Regions from separate parts of the Mus musculus genome. Here region 1 is linked to region 2. A link is a contact called in public ChIA-PET data. All regions are on one chromosome and are shown on one strand. Each heading gives the region's core, a stretch centred on a gene start, on an enhancer-like site or on the middle of the called end of the contact. The rest is flanking DNA. Distances are from core to core; before and after follow the strand shown. Region 1 holds the start of Marveld1 (MARVEL (membrane-associating) domain containing 1). Region 2 holds the start of Frat2 (frequently rearranged in advanced T cell lymphomas 2).

Region 1 (6,116 bases), core at 332-2,831, 300 kb after region 2:
GCATGCAGGCATACATGGTGCTGGAGAAGGAGCTGAGAATTCTACATCTTGATCCGCAGGCAGCAGAAAGAGACTGTGTTCCACAGTGTTCCAGCTTGAGCACATGAGACCTTAAAGCCCACAGCCACAGTGAAACAGGTCCTCTAGCAAGGCCACACTGATTCCAACAAGGCTACACCTCTTAACGGTGCCAATCCTTATGGGCTAAGCAGTGAGTTTATGTGGGATGTATCTATTCAAATCACCACACTTAGGTCCAGTACTATTCCTGCAGCCAATTGGCAAGCAACTCCATTTGTATGTACTGAGGGGCTCCTACATGCCAGGCTCAGGCAAAGATGGATAAGCCAGAATAGACCAGTTTTTGATGTAGTAGACTCAGAACTAGGGATGATTCAAATGGAGGCCCAGACAAACAAATAATTGTCAATGTGGGGAGCTCAACCTTAAACCAGTAAGTGCTTAAACTGGGTATGTCTGCTGGTGAGGGAGTGTCTGGAAAATAAAGAGCATTCTGAGTTCATGTGGGAAACTTGCAGTTCATAAGTGACAGAGTTTGGACATGAGTTGGGGAAGGAAGTGGAAAAAACCCAAGAAACTGGAAGTTGGTTGGGGACAGATTATGTAATGTGCCACATTGACAGGACACAGCTCCATACTGGGTTGGGAACAGCCAGGTCAGTTGTGTAACATTGCTGAAGCACAAAGGTTGGCTCTTTGGTGGGGTGGAGAGCAGAGAAGCCATCTCTGGCTTCCTGGTCTGAAACCCTTCAGTCTTCAGGAAAAATGAAAACAACTATTGCTCTCCTGTCTTGGGTCGCGGGAAGCTTACATAGAGAGGGCCCTGTAATGTCAATGAACCTTGGCATCGTTGGGATCCTTGCCATCTAGGTCAATAGTTAAGCATACGGGACATGCCATCTCTGAGACCTAGGCCTGTCCTGACCATGTTAGGTGACATGTTTTTAATCTAAGCAAGACGCAAAGATGGCCAGGAAGGAATGGTCGAAGTGTTTGGCGTTGCTATGCTCTGTGCGCTGTGGGTAAGGCAGCTGGGCCTCCAGTGAGTGATAGTTTTCTTACACTGACCAAGAGACCTTCATGGCAAGACAGTCTGAGACCAGCTTTGGACAGGCGAGTTTGTGGTGGGCAAGTGAAGGGTACTGAGGATGTCCCAGTGAGAACAACTGTCAGTTCAGACCTCCTGCTTACTCAGGCTTGATGGGACGCCTCGATGGGAGAGAATTATGTCTCCAGTCTCCTGTGACTGGAGAGAATCAAGAGGGTCCAGCCACAGGCTGGGCAGAGGCTGTTGTAGCTTTCTTCTCGAAGACCTAAGATCGGCCAGGCCTGCGAGGCAGGAAGGGCTGGGGTGGCTCCAGATGTGGCAAACTTGGCCCAGCAGCCTGGGCAAAAGGCCTGTCATGGGCCAGGGGGGTGCGGGCATTCAGCCCTGGCTGCAGAAGGAAGGAATGGGAGCGGAGGAGAAAGGGGGGGTAGCCAGGGTGGAGGGCGCGACGGCAGGAAGCTGGGAGGCGCGAGGAGGGGTGGAGACCAACGAAGGGGACGGCCAAAGAGCGAGTAGGAGGGCTGGAGAGAGGGAGAAAAAGGAGAGAAGGGAGGAAGGGTGCCGATGAGAAGCAGCGCTGAGGACTTGAAGTAGAGGGAGGAGGGCAGGCCTCGGAGCAGCGGGAGCAGCGGGAGCAGCGGGAGCAGCGGGAGCAGCGGGAGCAGCGGGAGCAGCGGGAGCAGCGGGCCCGGGCTCGGGCCGCCCCCGCGAGCAAGGCGCCGCCATTCCGCTGCTCGGGGCGCCGCCGCCGCCGCCGCCGCGTCCGGGGGCCATGCTCCCGCCGCCCCCGCGCCAGCCGCCGCCCCAGGCGCGCACGGCCCGCGGCTCCCTGCGCCTGCAGCGGGCTTTCCTGCGCGGCCCGCTGGGCGTGCTGCGGCTGCTGCAGCTGCTGGCCGGAGCCGCCTTCTGGATCACCATTGCCACCAGCAAGTACCAGGGCCCGGTGCACTTCGCGCTCTTCGTGTCCGTGCTCTTCTGGCTGCTCACCCTGGGGCTCTACTTCATCACGCTGTTGGGCAAGCAGGAGCTGGTGCCCGTGCTGGGCTCGCGCTGGCTCGTGGTCAACGTGGCGCACGACCTGCTGGCGGCTGCTCTCTACGGGGCGGCGACGGGCATCATGATCGACCAGACGCAGCGCCACAGCTACTGCAACCTCAAGAACTACCGGCTGCCCTGCGCCTACCATGCCTTCCTGGCGGCCTCTGTCTGCGGCGGCCTCTGCCTCGGCCTCTACCTACTCTCGGCACTCTACGGCTGCTGCCGTCGCTACCAGGGCAAGGAGGAGGTGGTGTGAGGCCACCCGCTCCACCGCGGCCCAGATCGGTTTAGGGAATCCCTCCCGAACCCTTCCTGCCGCCGCCTAGTGCCGGTGTGCCCCTGCACCCTCTCCCTGCCTGCGTTTCCACTGCCCGCGCCCTGGATCCCCGACGTTCAGTTCTAGTCTGACTGCTGTACCGCAGCTCAGCCCAGATATCAGCTTCCAGGGACCCACGCAGCCATCCGAGGCGCCGACGCACACACCCAGTTGGGCCGCTTCAGGCGAAGCCTGGAAGTCCCTTTCCTCATTCCCTGTCGAGAGCTAGACGTGGACAGGCGCCGCCGCGTAGATCCGGGGGAGGCTCCCAAATTGGAACCAGTCTTTGGACTGCGCCATTGCCCCCTCCCTCCTGCCCTGCAGTCGGAAGAGCATCCCTTCCCTGCCCCCTCTTCCAGCCTAGGGAGGTGTAGAATGCAGTCAGGCAGCTGCAAGAGGAGCTGGGGACAGGCTTTAGCTAGTGCTAGGATGGATGATGGATGACGTCTTTAGTTGTAGTTTGGCTCTCTCCCTGCGCAGCCCTACGTCTACGAAGTCTTTGGGTGGAGTCAGCTACAGAAGTGGTGGATAGCAAAGGCCTGCTGGCTATACCTTACTTAACGACGCAAGTCTTCTCTCCGCCTAAATCCTTGGTGTTCATTCAGATTGGGCCAACTGTACTAACTTCCCTGGCCTCTCAGATGTCACTCACTAGCTTCCGCCGCACTCCACCTATAAATATGTTTGCATTGGGGATCCCACGTGGCCAACGGCGATCATTAAGGTGCTGCCCACCTCTTTGGGAACCCAGATCCCGCTCTTCCAAACAGCTGTTCTAATATTAGAAGCACACTCTTTCCTCTAAAGCAGTGGGTTGTCTAGGGAGCCAGTACTGTGTTACTTCCCAAAGAAGGGGTAGAAGGCAAACGGGTCTGTCAATGGTGCTGCCTTCCCGAGCACATTCACAATGTTTGTTAGCACAATGCGGTCTCTCTGAGAAGTTCTGCAGGTATCGCAGCCACACATGGTAATTCAGTTCACTGGAGTAACTATTGGGCCTAAGCCATCCCCACCGCAAGACTGTGTCTATGCTGTCTAGGTCATGCCTACAGGTTGACCCACTGAAAATTAGGAAGCTCTTTTTTCCCTAACTCTAACTGGGGGTCCACCCAGTGACAAAGGAGCTAGGACCCCCTCCCTAGCTAGAGACCTGAGAAGAGTTGAATATTCATTCACGTTGTTGGAAACAAGAAGCCAAGGATATCCAGATGATCCCCCAATTCAAAGAGATCCTGGCATTGACTCTGAGCAGCTGGTGCGGTGAGTTCTGTCTGCCACCAAATTGAGAACTATCTGGACCTGGGGTGGACAGCTGGTGCCACCTCTAAGGTAAGGCATTTTGGATAACTGGGAAGTGCCATAGGCCTCTAGCAGGAAGCCCAAGGCCACCTCCTCTTCCAAACTGAAAGTGACCTTATTCACAGAGTATGAAGAGTGACACTGATAACCACAAGGGCCAGAGATGGTGTGAAAACCCACTGTTGTTACTAACTCAAGCTCTGCTTTCTCTGGAAACAGGACATAGGACACTGCATGTTAGAGATGGAACCCAGAGCTCCTGTCATGTTTAAGGAGCACCCACCACAGAGCCACACCCCGCCCCTGCAAGTGTCAGAGCCACACCCCAGCCCCTGCAAGTGCATCTTCCAAGCTCAGGGGTGGAGGTGTGGGATTGTCTGTAGCCATTACGAAGGCGGTGGCTGGAGTGGAATATAAATTTTATGTAGCACTTACTACAGCCCTACTGTGTGGGTACACTGCTTGAATGCATGTGTTCTTTGTCCTACTCTGAGATCAGTGCCCAAGTCTCCTTGGTGATGAGTGATGGCGGTTGGCTTTGAACCCTCACAGTCCAGTTTCTTCAGTACTAGGCTATATTATGTGTAGAAAGAGTCAATACATTGTTGATGTGGCTAATACTTTTTCTGAGGCTAAGGTATGGCTTGGTGGTGCCATTATGTGCAGTAGGTACGAGGTACCTGGTTCAGGACCCAGCATCAGAAGTAGTTTTTCCTAAATTGGAAAAAAAAAAAAAAAAGCAGGACCTAAAACTTACCCTTATAACCAGCTTAAAGGGCAGTTTGAACTTGAACTGCCAAGTGAAGAGAGTCACACAGTGTAGCCATCACCACCATGTACCTCCAGAACTGTTCTAAAAAAACCCAGAAAGTCTGTACCCACCAGGATTCTGGGAGTTTGAGCTGTGCATGCTTGTACAGGCATGTAATCCTAGGGTGTTGGAGGTTATGGAGGGTAGATTATGAGTTCAAGGCCAGCCTGGGCTACATAGTTCCAGGCCAGCTCCAGTCACACAGTAAGACCCTATCCTCCAAAGAAACAAAACAACAAGCAGGTTTGTTGTTGTTGTTGTTTGTTTTAGTTCCTCTAGGAAACCCCAGAGCATGGCCTCCTGTGTTCTTCAATGTCTCCAGCTAGCTCTGCTGCCCAGCTCCACAAAGGATGATTTTCCCTCCTTCCTTTCCCACCAGAGACAGTAGTGGTCTGTGCCTGGGGGGAGCTTTGCTGGGACACCTTGATAGCCAGTGACTCTTGTTCTTATGTTGCAGGTTTCCATGTTGCTGAGGCCTCCAAGATTCTCAGAGCAGTCAGAATGGCCCTGCCTGATTGGCTGAACTGGTCTCCCTGGGACCAGCAGAAGGTTTGGCAGTCTTCGCTGCTTCGGGGCAGTGGGGAACAAACAGTCTCTTTTGCAAGTGTCTAGTGGAAGAGCCGTGGTAGAGAAGACTTGATTTCTTTCTTGATACAAGAGGATTCCCAAGCTCTTATGTTATCATTTAGGCACAAGATCTGGTCACTTGGGACTGAACTCTGCCCATCTCCCATTGCCTAAATGACAGGTGTCAGTTCTGGCTCCCATTCCTTACCTGTTTGCCTTTCTTAGATCACCGTCTAAGCTCAGGTCCAGTCCCCTCAGGATAGGCTCAGTCCCAGCGCTCTGGGTCTGAGGCCAGCACACCTTACTCAGGAGCACACGTCTTGGCCTCTCTGGTGCCTCATCTACCCTCGCGTGCCTATAGCACTCGGGAGCTCACGAGCTCTTCTCCACGTGCCTTCCAGCTTTGACTCCAGCAGCGGGCATGGCGGTCCCTCCGTTTGCCACTCGTGAGAAGCACAGATAAGATTATTATAATACCCACCTTTCCTCAAACGGCATAGTATGATCGCCCTGCTGTGGCCCAGAGCATTTGGAAACTGGTAGCACTCTCCCTGGCTTATCTCTCTGACACCAGGACTGGGGCCAGGCCAAGACCACCCAGACAGCTCCCCACCATAAGTCTGGGGTCTCTTGTGGGCCCAGGAGACAATTTCTACAGTGTGGACAAAGGCCAGGCAGGGTGGGTTTTGGTGTAGGGAGGGTAGTTACAGAGAGGGGCCATGTGCCTTATCCAGTAGTGTATTCATGGTCACCCCAGTATGCTTTTTTGGAATAAAGTTTGTTTTGTCTGATCTTGTGTTTGGGTCTCACGGCCTGGTCCTCTGTGGTAACTTTCTGCTGGGTTCCCTCAGACTCAGCCCTTGCCTTCTGGGAGAGAAGGGAAAATGAGCTCACAGGTTTCCACTGTGGCTAGTCAGGGCCTGAGGGCAGATGCAGAAGAAGAAACACTCTGTTTTGGGTTGGTGCTGAATAGAACTACAGAGCTTTCTCCCTCCTGTCTGCTCTCTACTGGCCCC
Region 2 (6,290 bases), core at 3,617-6,116:
AGCCATTGCATCTGTGTAGCTGATGCACAAAGTGTGTGAGAAGAGGGGGAGGGTGCTCTTGTGAATACTTGGTGAGCCTAGGTTTGTGGGATTTTCTTAAAAGACTTTATTAAATCCAGCTGCAGAAGATGTGGTATCAAAAAAGTCTCAACCGGGTGTGGTGGCGCACGCCTTTAATCCCAGCACTTGGGAGGCAGAGGCAGGCAAATTTCTGAGTTCGAGGCCAGCCTGGTCTACAGAGTGAGTTCCAGGATAGCCAGGGCTACACAGAGAAACCCTGTCTCGAGAAAAAAAAAAGTCTCACACGATCTAGGTGCGTACTTGGAACCCCTGTCACTGTGGAGGTTGAGGCAGGATGGCAAATCAACATCAGATTAGGTGGTGAGAAATGGGGCTAGAGGGGACTCAGTAGGTAAGTACTTGTACTTGGTATACAAACATGGGGAACTGAGTTTGCATTCTTGGTACCCACACTTAAAAAACAAAACAAAACAAAACAAAAGCTGGGTACAACAGTACTGTATACCTTTAATCATACCACTCAGGAGGCAGGGGGATCTCTTTTTGAGGCAAGCCTGGTCTACACAGTGACTTCCAGGAGAGCCAGAGCTACATAGTGAGACCTGTCTTGAATTAATGAATGAATAAATGAATAAATCATTTTAAAAGACAGGGCACGCAGTGGCTAGGGTAGGAAGCACACATTTGTAATCCCAGTATCTAAGTGCTTGGCAGGCTGAGCCAGAAGGATCCTGAGAGGTTGCTGGCCTTCCAGTATCGCTGAATTAGTGAGCTCAGAATTAGTGAATTCAGAGACAGACTGTCTCCATCCCCAAAATAAGGTGGAGGGTGACCAAGGAAGACATGATCATCTTTGGCCTCCACACACATGAATACATGTACTCGTGTTCAACCACAAACACATGAACCAAAAAAAAAAAAAAAAAAAAAGTTAATATAAAAGGGGTTGGGAAGAGTGCTTAGTAGCAGAGTGCCTGCCTGGCTTCTGTGAAGCTCTGGGTTCAATCTACAGCAACACACGCACAGTCACAATTTCAGTGTCTAATGGATGGTCTAACCTCAGCATCCTCGTCTCTGCAGAGTATGCCTACCACTCGGCGTATATAAATCCATAGGGTACTTACTTCCAAGAATGAGGAATTTTGGTTTGAATACTTCACCCTCCCAATCATTTAGGCAGGACTGTTCTACCAGTGAGAGAAGAGGAGCACAGGGTGGGGGTGGGGGCAGGGACTCGCTCATTATAACAAAGCCTGCAGGCGGCAGTAGAGTGATGCTGGAGTCCTCCAGCACTAGTAGGTCATCATGTTGGGTACCATAGGGGGAGATGGTACACAGCTAGAGGACTTGGTAGCAGAGGTCAGCTGTACCAAAATGTTGCTTTTTACAGGTATAAATACACAAGGAAAGCGGAGGTAAGGCCTGGGTTAAGAGTGAAATTGTCTCAAACTCAAAACAATCTCCAAAAAAGTTGTTAGGTATGACAGCATACACCTGTAACCCCAGCACTGGGGAAGGGGTATAAAAACAGAACTACCCACAGAGGCAAATCTGGGATGCATACAGGGATCCTGTCCCCCAAAGGGAAGAGTAAGTCAGGCAGTGGTGGCGCACGCCTTTAATCCCAGCACCTGGGAGGCAGAGGCAGGCGGATTTCTGAGTTTGAGGCCAGCCTGGTCTACAAAGTGAGTTCCAGGACAGCCAGGGATACACAGAGAAACTCTGTCTCGAAAAACCAAAAAACAAAAGAACTTCGATCTAATCCTTGTGACTATCCCAAATCATTCAATGACTGCCAAAGAAATGGCTCAATCTTGGGTTTTGCCAGATGTAGTGGCACAGGCCTTTAATCCCAGCACCCAGCACCCAGGAGGCAGAGGCAGGGAATAAGGCCAGCCTGGTCTACATGGCAAGCTTCAGGACAGCTTGGACGACACAGATCTTGTCTCAAAACAAACCAACGTTGGGTTCTTTCGCCCAATAGACCACGGCTGAAGGCTCCCATTCTTAGAATGTTCCCCTCCCTGCACAGCGCCTCCTTGTCCTCAAGTTCTCAAAGCATTCCCCGCCAAGCCAGACTACCCAAATTTGATGTCTAGGGCCTAAGTAGAAGGGGAGAAGCTGCCACAATCGCCATCTGATTTTCATAGGCTTTCCTAATGCATATGTGAACCCTCCATACACTGAACAAATCAATGTGTAAATGTATCAAATGCAGATAGCTGGGTGAAGTGAACACCGTTCATCCTGTAACCCCAGCAACTCAGGAAGCAGAGATAGGGAAAAATCTCTGAGTATGAGGCTAGCCTGATTGACCTACACATAGTGAGCTCTAGGCCACTGAGAACCTATCTCAGAATGTGTGTAAAAGAAAATACAAGTCGGGCATAGTGGCGCATGCCTTTAATCCCAGCACTCGGGAGGCAGAGACAGGTGAATTTCTGAGTTTGAGGCCAGCCTGGTCTACAAAGTGAGTTCCAGGACAGCCAGGGCTACACAGAGAAACCCTGTCTCAAAAAAAAAAAAAAAAAGAAAGAAAGAAAATACAGCCAGAGATACTCAAACATACCGCCTCCAGGAGTTAACTAAAGCATAGCGCTAGCCCCAGCCCCCCAGTTACCCCAAGTACAGATACCTCACATAGGTCTTCTTCCCCCTCTTAACTCCAAACAAAAACAAAGACCATTTTTTCAAAACAAAAACCAAATTTATTCAGCAGACATTTTAATTATGAATCCTATAAATCAGGACCACCACAATTTCAGACACTCCGTTGCGAAGTGTACATCAACAGCCACATCTGGAGGATGACCGAGCCATTGAATCATAAAAAAAAAAAAGTTTAGCTACCTTAAAGTTTGGGATGGCACCTGAGGTGCCCCTCGGGGTTCACAAGAGGAAAAGCCAGCATTTTCTCCTCTGGGAGTCACATTTTAAAAAAGTTTCAGTCACTCACCAAGAACTGACAGGTTTAGCAGGAGAGGCGCCCTCCAACTCTGCAGAGGGTCAAAAGAGCAGAAAAGTGTGCCCACTGCTTTCCCCCCTACACACACACACACACACACACACACACACACACCACAAACACAATGGCCGCAGGGAGATCAGGAGGTTGCTTATGACCATTTCTGAGAAAGCTGGAGCTATGGCCAAAGAGTGGCCTAGCAGAAGTAGTTCTGGAAAAGCAAAGCACAGAAACCGCAAATAACTCTTCCTACAAGGATGGCCATGTCGGCCGTGTCCTCGGGAGACTCCACGCGGTGGCAAAGGGACACTCCGGTCTGTGCTTGGCTCCAGAAAAAGACACTGGGGTGAGCGCTCCCAAGAATCCCACAACACTCCACTCTACCAACCTGACCTTGAGTTCAAGTTGGCAAGGTCGAATCAATTGCATGTCCCCATTTAAACTCATCTCTCCCCACCTTCAAGAATTCACCAACCAGGTCCCCAACCTTCATAATCACAAATTAAGCAGGGGAAAGCAAGCGTTGTCAACCCACCAACATAAATCTGCCAACTTATGTTCTTCACCCTAGAACCGCTCTGCTCTGCAATTGTAGCACCATATTCAGAAAGCTTCTGTACCCGAAAATAACGAGATCATATCTACTATTGGTTTTTCAAGTATTGTTAGAAGCCCTCCCGATTCCCGCCCCTGCGAGCCACATCTATAAACAATCCAAGCACACGATAAGGGCTAAGTCAGGTCCAAGTGGATTAAGTAGCTGCCACAGTTCAACCGGTAGATCCCAGGTCCTCGGCTGCTGGTGCTACTCAGTAGAGTCCGTTTTCTCTAACAGCCTCTCGCGGCCGGTAACTTTGAGGCTGTAGCCCGAGGGATGGACGACAGCTCCTGCTCCGCACAGTCCCGGGCAAGACACTGTTGGATCAGCGTAGCGGCGTCCTCTTCCTCCTCCAGGGATCCCCTGTCAGAGCCAGGCGCCCGAGGGCTGCAGAGTGACTGAGTCCGGTCCGCTTCGGCCACCCCCGGACCCCGGAGCGCTCGCGGGGCTCGTGGCCGCAACCGCGGCGACCGCTCGCTGGAGTCTGCGCACCGCCTCCTTGATGAGGTTTCCGGAGAGCACGAGCTGCTGCAGGAGCCGGTGCGGGTCGTCGTCGGCCGCGCGCGCTCCGCCTGCTGTCCACCGCCGCTGCTGGATTCGGTGAGAAGCCACGGAGCCGGGGAGCCACCCTCGCCGCCCCGGCCCGGGAAGCGCGCTGGCACCCGGGGCGATCTCCGCAACGCAGTAGGGCGCCGATCGGCCCCGCACACGCCCGCGCTCCCCCAGCACGCAGCGCACGGCCCCCGGAGGCGCAGGGTCCCCGGTCTCTGCTGACCCCGTCGGCCGCAGCAGCCGCCTCGCTGGGGTCCCGGTCTTGTCCGCCGACAGCGCCGCCAGGACCCGCGGAGGCGCGGGTGGGGGACCCGGGGCGGCACACGGCGAGGCCGGGCGATCGTGCGCCGTGTCCAGCTGCAGCGTCTCGCCGATCTGGACGATGAGCCGATCCACGTCGGTCGAGCCGCCCAGAGTCACCGACTGCTGCAGCAGGAGGAAGCTGTCGTCGTCCTCCTCCCCCTCTGCCTCGTCGCCGGCTTCCTCCTCCTCCTCTCTCCGGCAAGGCATGGCCCCCCGCCCGGGCCCCCGCGGCTGTGCGGGCGTCGCTGGCAGCTCGGTTGGCCGCGGGCTCGGCGAGCCGCGGCTGGGGCGGGAGCGCGGCGGAGGCCCAAGCCGGGCCAGGAGGGGGCCGAGCCTGGGGATGCGGAAGCCGGGACCACCGGGCAGAGGTACCGCGCGCCTTAGAGCCGCGGGAGCCGGAACGCTGCCGGCTTGGGTTGATTTGTAAACAATGGGTGACGTCGCGCGGCTCCTACCACCGCGCGCGACCGTGGGGGGAGACGTTCGCTAGAAGACTTAGGGGCGCGGGACGGCGCAAACCGTGCGAGACCACTGCCCACACTGTCTGCCCAGAGATAGTTTATATGGTTGCGAGCGATTCCGGGGACGGGGCACCGACTTCGCCGAGCCCAGGTCCTAGGACCTCTCGGTCCTAGGAGGCACCCTCGGCGACTGCCAATTGGCTGCTCCCACTCGCGGACACACCCCCAGCACACCCAGCCCCTCCTCTGCCGCGCCCGCTCCAGCCCCACGTGTGGGTAACGCCTGCGCTGGCCCGGGGAGGGGCGACCCCGACGGTTGGGAAGCCGACCCTGTGGTCAGAGCTTCTCAGACTTGCTCCGGTTTCTCAGAGCTACATCGAATTGACTTTTTTTGTAGTTCAAACGAAAATGTTCTCGTAACCATAGGATTCAAACGAGATTAACAGGCTTCCCCCCCCCCCCTTCATCCTCCTCTTTGTACATTATACAGCCACACACAAAAGCATTGCAGTCGCATTAAATTATAAACGCTTTTTCCGGTGACTGCACGCGCTTTGAAAACACTGTACCGATTACGTAAGTTTCCATTAAGTACTTGTAATTGTTTAAATTCCTTCAACGGTTGCTGTTTCTCTGAGTTCGCCGTTGTAGTAAGTGTGTGACTAATGCTCTTTCCCATAAAACTTTTCCAAATTTATGATTCATTTTTCAGAGTACATTCCTAAGAGTGGAGTTTTAGGTCAAAGGATAAGAGTTTTTTTTAGTTTGGCCCTTTTATTTTTTGTAATATGTATGGAAAACCTAGAACTGGGTGAATACACTCTTATTAATATGTGATATACGTCATTCATTGAAACGACTAGAATTTAGTCATTGAAAACCTTATTGTGTATATGAGTCATGTTACAGGTGAAATTGACATTTTTCAGTTTGCCTGTTATATATATATATATATTTTTTTTTTGGTTTGGTTTGGTTTTGGTTATGGTTATTTATCTATTTATTTTGGTTTTTCGAGACAGGGTTTCTTTGTGTATCCCTGACTGTCCCGAAACTCACTCCGTAGACCAGGCTGGCCTCGAACTCAGAAATCCACCTGCTTCTGCCTCCCAAGTGCTGGGATTAAAAGCATGCGTCACCACTGCCTGGTTGGTTTTTTTTTTTTTTTTTAGACTGGGTTTCTCTGAGTAGCCCTGCTGTCCTGGAACTCACCCTGTAGACCAGGCTGGCCTCAAACTCAAAGATCTGCCTGCCTCTGCCTCCCAAGTGCTGGGAGCATCCTGGCTAGCTTCCTTTGAGACTTCTTTTTTTTTTTTTTTTTTTTTTCTTTTTTCGAGACAGGGTTTCTCGGTATAGCCCTGATAGCCCGGGCTGTCTTGAAACTTACTCT

Evidence for each region. ChIA-PET counts read pairs in DNA pulled down with a chosen protein or histone mark.
Region 1: a contact with region 2 is called in an RNA polymerase II ChIA-PET map of memory CD8 T cells, with 74 read pairs. The contact joins the promoter of Marveld1 here to the promoter of Frat2 in region 2. A contact is called at or near these places in 3 of 39 promoter capture datasets (cranial neural crest, liver and stem cell-derived epiblast-like cells), 4 of 484 Hi-C or Micro-C datasets (CD4 T cells, CD8 T cells, LSK cells and 1 more), 4 of 115 datasets of contacts at active chromatin or transcription factors (embryonic stem cells, memory CD8 T cells, pancreatic cancer cells and 1 more) and 1 of 9 other capture datasets (adipose tissue).

What each region holds. Positions count from the first base shown.
Region 1 is chr19:42,145,808-42,151,923 of GRCm38.p6, forward strand. It overlaps Marveld1 (MARVEL (membrane-associating) domain containing 1), which reads left to right and starts at 1,582. Exons shown (of 2, transcript NM_183195.2): 1 at 1,582-3,752; 2 at 4,991-5,896. The coding sequence starts at 1,842. The coding sequence ends at 2,363.
Region 2 is chr19:41,843,266-41,849,555 of GRCm38.p6, forward strand. Frat2 (frequently rearranged in advanced T cell lymphomas 2) reads right to left here and starts at 4,867. Exons shown (of 1, transcript NM_177603.3): 1 at 2,707-4,867. The coding sequence starts at 4,646. The coding sequence ends at 3,951.